2 separate regions of the Zea mays genome follow, and region 2 is linked to region 1. The links are chromatin contacts, called in public HiChIP or PLAC-seq maps. All regions are on one chromosome and are shown on one strand. The core of a region is the stretch at or near the end of the contact, and the rest is flanking DNA. Distances in the headings are between cores, read along the strand shown. Region 1 holds the start of LOC103650276 (probable serine/threonine protein kinase IRE). Region 2 holds the start of LOC103650275 (ubiquitin carboxyl-terminal hydrolase 8).

Region 1 (2,700 bases), core at 88-2,587:
CCTAGCCGGGGAGAAGTCGACGGTGAGCTGCCTGTGCTCCAACATTCGCCGCCTGATGAGGCGCTCCTTGAGCTCGGTGAGGCTGGAGGTGCTCTTGGGGCCGAGATCCCCGCCGTCGACGTGGATCGGGTAGAGGCCGAGGTCGCTGAGGTTGTGCAGGCCGAGCACGTTGTGCCTGTCGTCGTCGTCGGCGTCGGCGGCGTAGCGGCACCCCGCGGCGGCGCCCTTGCGGAACTGCAGGAGGCGGGTGAAGCGCGTGAGGATGAAGAGGATGCGCGTGTGCGCCTGCTTCGGGAGGCCTGCGGGGAGGTCCTGCCGGCGGTCGTCGAGGCCCTGCACTACGCCCTCGCAGCGGGTCCACAGCTCCTCGGGGCTCATCTCCGCGCACCGCTGTGCCACCACCAGCAGGTCCTCCAGCGCGACGCGACAGTCGTCCCGGTGGTCGCCCGACCGCGCCAGCATGTCGACGAGGTCCCCCGCGAAGACGCCCAGCTCGCTGTCCACCTCCTCCTTGAGGCGGATGAACTTGGTCCGGATGGCGCCGATGAACTCCTCCGGGGTGGTGCTGCCGAGCCCGCCGCCGCGCACCATCTTGCGCATCGCCGGCACGCCGCCGCCGCCGCCCCTCGAGCTCAGCTCGTGCGAGAAACTCTTCACCTCGGGTGCGCGCTTCCGGCGCCCGCTGGTGGCGCGCAGGATCGCGCGGAACCGCGGGGAGTCCATCTCCCGCCCGCCGCCGTCCACCATCGCCGCCGGCAGCCCGCGCCCGCCGCCGCCGTCCTTCTACGAATCAGATCAGGCGTATTATAGCATCATATCAAAGCACGTACGCGGCCACCGCATTCCTCAATTGTTTACCTCCATGATCGCAACGTGCGCGCAGGCCAGCAAATTCCTCGCCCTCCAGCATCTTAATTACATGCTTCAAACAAATCGATAAAATCTGATCATTTTTTATACAATTTAAATACGCGACCAGGTAAGCATTTGGACGTGATGGTGACGATTTTCATTTTCACGGGATTGTTCGGAGACACTACAACAAGACCAAAATAAGACACTGTAAGAACTGTTCGGAGACAAGAGGTATTGTTCTAGCAATTTCGTGGGAATGTGATGACCGGTGAATCGATTGAACAAGAAGAAAATCATATGACGTACGTGAGCGGATTTGATAGTCATAACGTACCTACCCGATGGAGAAGACAGACGACGATCGATCAAAACTTACCTATGTAAATATAAAACTAATAACGGGGACACTTTTTCCCATGTAATTTCATCATGAGGTGCTAATTTTAACATCAGGTGTTTAGTGTTGCCAAGGAGGAACTAAAAACGAGGGGACGGAGGGGTAACGGGGTAGATAGGTGGACCACCTGTTAGCCTACCCACTAGAGTGGAGCGGTCTAACGTGTTCCTCGGACACGCGTGGCGTATCGCTCCTTCTCGTGTACGTGACGTAAGAGGGTCCCACCCGCCAGCCAGAGAAAAATCCCCGCTTATATATACAGTGTATGTCCACCACCCGCTCACCCCGTTAGCTCTCCCCGCATGACTCCCTAGGTGATGGCAGCCAGAAGCAACGGCATGACCACCGATGGCCAGCGGCGGCGGCGGCGGCGGCGGTGGGTTACAGGTTGGGTTCGGCGTCGGCGTCACATTCCTGGAAGCGACGGCCTTAGAAGAGGAGCGACGACTGTCCAAGAGCATAGTTAGGATTTTTCAATATTACATCCACTACAACAGCTACAGTCATTTTCGGCGGCCAGAAGCCGCCGAAAATAAGCCAGTTGCCGCCGAAAATAGGCTATTTTCGGCGGCAATTGACTTATTTTCGGCGGCTTCTGGCCGCCAAAAAAACCTGGCCGAAAATAAGGCTTTATTTTCGGCGGCCAATGGCTGGCCGCCGAAAATAGCTTATTTTCGGCGGCTGGCTTCCTGGCCGCCGAAAATAGCAGATTATTTTCGGCGGCCAGCCAGTCGCCGCCAGAAATAACAACTACCGAAAATAAAATAGCTATTTTCGGCGGCCAGAGGGGCCGCCGAAAATTACTAATTTCAGAGCAAAAAAATTTTGAAAAAAATGCGAAAAATAACAGAATTTCATACAAAATTCATACGATAACAGAAATTCCATACAATCACAGAAAATTTATACTTGAGTTCACAACCTAAAACTTGAGTCCATACAAATATAAAGTCCACAAATAGTCCATACAAACATAAAGTCCACAAAATAGTTCATTACAACACAGTGCGACACAAAGCTAACTTAATCACACATTGGGGTCGTTGGAGTTGTGTCCACTACCTCCAGAAGCCAATAACTGGTCGACGAAGTCGTGTAACGGGGTTGGATCCTAAAAAAAAGATGACATTAATAACGGCATTGGTTACATGTATAACAACTATTCAAACAAATTGTTTCTCAAACTAACCTCTGCTGCATAAGCTCCCTCCCCTGCATAAGCTCCCTCCCCTGCATAAGCTCCTGGTGCTGGTATGACCGGTGGTGGCGTGTTGTGGCCCATGACCCCGGATCCCTACAAAATCAAGTTTAGTAAAGATTTGACAATTAGGTTGATACAAACGACAAGTCTTAACTAAATTGAATAACCTGAGGTGGAGGTGGAGGTGGCGGAGCATGTAATCCCCACTGAGGCATCGGCGGCTGAAATTGAGGGAAAACAAATGGTT
Region 2 (2,700 bases), core at 191-2,690, 640 kb before region 1:
ACAAATCGTTGCGTTCATTTGTGTTGATCATTACCTTACTATTTGATTCTTTCTGTCCCCTCTCTCTAAGTTCTCTTGCTTGCAATCTTTTTGAGTTAGTTCCCAAAGTTATCCATATTGATTGAGCAACTCATAGCAAGAAGAACTCTCTTCCGCACACCGATTTCATCTAACCCTAACCCCAGGTGAAGTTTGTATTCAAAGTTTATAAAACTCTAAGTTCTCTAGGTGACTTTCAGCCCTTCCCTCAGCGCACTCTTTGACTGGCAGGTCCTAGGGACAGGGGATCATTTCCCCGACACTATGTTATTAATTTGAGTGGGACCGTCTTATTTTTCTCCTTTTGTTTTATCTCTAATCCGCAACACGACTTGAAAATTATGACCTCGTGAGCGACAACAACTTTCAACCTGGTGAGCTGCATTGGTCTTTTGATTTGCTGCCACAATTGTTTAGTTGTGAGTTTTGCATGTGCGGCCGTTCATTACATCAACAGTTGTTTAATCGCTAGCTGCGCATGCGCAGAATTATTTTTTCACGATGGAATTGGTGTAGTGGATTTAAGAAGCTTCATAAAAAGTTGCCAAATGTAGGGATGTTTTAGAGAAATTTAGGGTGTTTTGTAAATTTAGGATGTGTTTTACATAACTATTGGAAAAACGTTTTTCTTAACAACTCCGTATAAATCAATATTTAGGAAGTGTTTTACGTAACTACCAGAGTTGCTTTTAGAAGGGTTAAAACTAGACTAAGAATTAGCTGCCTCGTTGCATATCTTACTATGGTAATAAATCACGGTTCAAACATTTGTCCACGATCTATTTAGACCTTTAATTAATTTTAATCTAAAAATTAATATAATATAATTCTTATATTTTAAATAGTGTAAAATTTAGAGCCTATGCTGAGCGCATATATTTGGACGCGGAAGCATGTTCGTGGACACGCTCATTCGTGGAAAAGGTCATTTTCTTGTTAAGATAGCACGCTTAGGCGGAATCGATCACACGGCGCGACATCTATCCATCGTTTGGACACCACCACAGGTTATAATCACACGGGAAGCGGGTCAAGCACTGTAGGCATGTTTGGTTCGTGGCTAACTATGCCTCACTTTGCCTAAGGTTAGTCGTCCGAATTGAAGAACTAACCTTAGGCACAAAAGTTAGGCAAAGTGTGGCAAGTTAGGCAGCAAACCAAACATGCCCTGTATCTGCGTATCTGCGAGATAGGCATGACACGTGAACGAAAGCACGACGCCAGGATATACTACCTCTGACACGTAGGCCCGGCCCAAACGAATCCCTTTTCCGGATCCAAACGCGATGCTGATCGATCCGATCTGACGAGCCACCCCCACGGCCCCACCCCACGCACGCGGCTCCGGCCTCCGGCTGCTTCCTCACCAGCACCACTCGGCAGACCAACACAGGCAGGCGCCTTCTTGTTCACTTCAGGCCCAGCACGCCCCCACCCCCAAGCCCGCTCGCTCCCCTCCCACACGCATCCCTTCCCCTCCCCTCCTTTCCCCTTTCCGTTTCCAGTTCCGTCCCGACGACGATCCCAGCCCCTCGCCCCGCCGCCGCGCCCGCTGCGGAGCTCGGGCCGCAATGCCCGCGCCCCCGGACCCGCCGCCGCTCCCGCCGCTGGACCCGTCGGATCCCGCCGCGGCCACACCGCCCGCCGCCGCGGCCGCCGATGAGGAGGAGGACGACCGCGTCTTCCTTGTGCCACTCAGGTGAGCGCACGCACCCCGTAACCCTAGCCCGCTGCCCGCCCGATCCTGGGTGGGTGGCGCGTCCGGCAGGCGCAGGCACGGCCTCGTGACGACATAGCGATGGGTGACACAGGTGGTGGAAGGAGGCGCAGCAAGGGCTGGCGATCAACGTGCCTGGTCTGCCCTACGCGGCCGCGCCTGCTGGACCTACCTCCTACGGCATGAGGGTGCTCAGCATGTTCCTCTCCGACCAAACATACACCCTCCGCCGCGCCGACGAGCTCTTGCAGCAGACCGCCTCCTTCGCCGCCAGGAGCTACGCGCTCCTCCCGGCCGACCTGTTCTCAAAGGCACGGGAATGGTGAGACGACCGTCTCCCTGTTTTTCTTGTGTTCCTTCTCATTACTCTTCTTCCTTTGAATGGCTGTATGATAGGCAATGCCTCGAATTCCCCACGAGTTTCATGTCTGAGCGGGCGTAGTACTCAGCAATGCGTAGGATGATCAGCTCATATTGACCTACATGCCTAATGACAGGCCTAGGTGATTTTAGGTAGTCAGCTGCCTGCAATTCTGCACACCACGATGGTAACCCTGATATACGATTTCGTACATCGAATATGACATTCCTAGGTTTTCAAGGCGTTAGACTTGCTGCTGGGTACAAGTGAGGAGGATGATCTAGGGTAACTGTTCATTTTCACGGCGGCGCCGGTTGCCGACGATTGGTTAACGTGCATGTTGTTCGCGCGGCAACGAGAGCTGTTTTCCGGTTGGATGGATGTGAATCCCTACATGTTAGTGTTCGGTTATTCCGACATTCTAGTAACGGCTGCATTTAAGGAGTTTCCAAAAGGAGCCCATAGTGCAACGCTGGAAGCCTTCTTCCTTTGCTGAGCTGTGCAATAAAGCACTGGTTCTTTCCTCACGTGTCAGTACTTTGAACGCCGATGTGGTCAACGCAAATGCAAAGCTTGTGGTGTA

What was found. HiChIP or PLAC-seq counts read pairs in DNA pulled down with a chosen protein or histone mark.
Region 2: an H3K4me3 HiChIP or PLAC-seq map of leaf shows a contact between it and region 1, with 3 times the contacts expected there. The contact joins the promoter of LOC103650275 here to the promoter of LOC103650276 in region 1. A contact is called at or near these places in 2 of 25 Hi-C or Micro-C datasets (ear and leaf) and 1 of 3 datasets of contacts at active chromatin or transcription factors (leaf).

Annotation. Positions count from the first base shown.
Region 1 is chr3:110,670,697-110,673,396 of Zm-B73-REFERENCE-NAM-5.0, reverse strand. LOC103650276 (probable serine/threonine protein kinase IRE) reads right to left here and starts at 1,337. Exons shown (of 12, transcript XR_002268055.3): 1 at 1,190-1,337; 2 at 859-922; 3 at 1-783.
Region 2 is chr3:111,306,111-111,308,810 of Zm-B73-REFERENCE-NAM-5.0, reverse strand. LOC103650275 (ubiquitin carboxyl-terminal hydrolase 8) reads left to right here and starts at 1,440. Exons shown (of 13, transcript XM_008675884.4): 1 at 1,440-1,738; 2 at 1,851-2,078. The coding sequence starts at 1,611.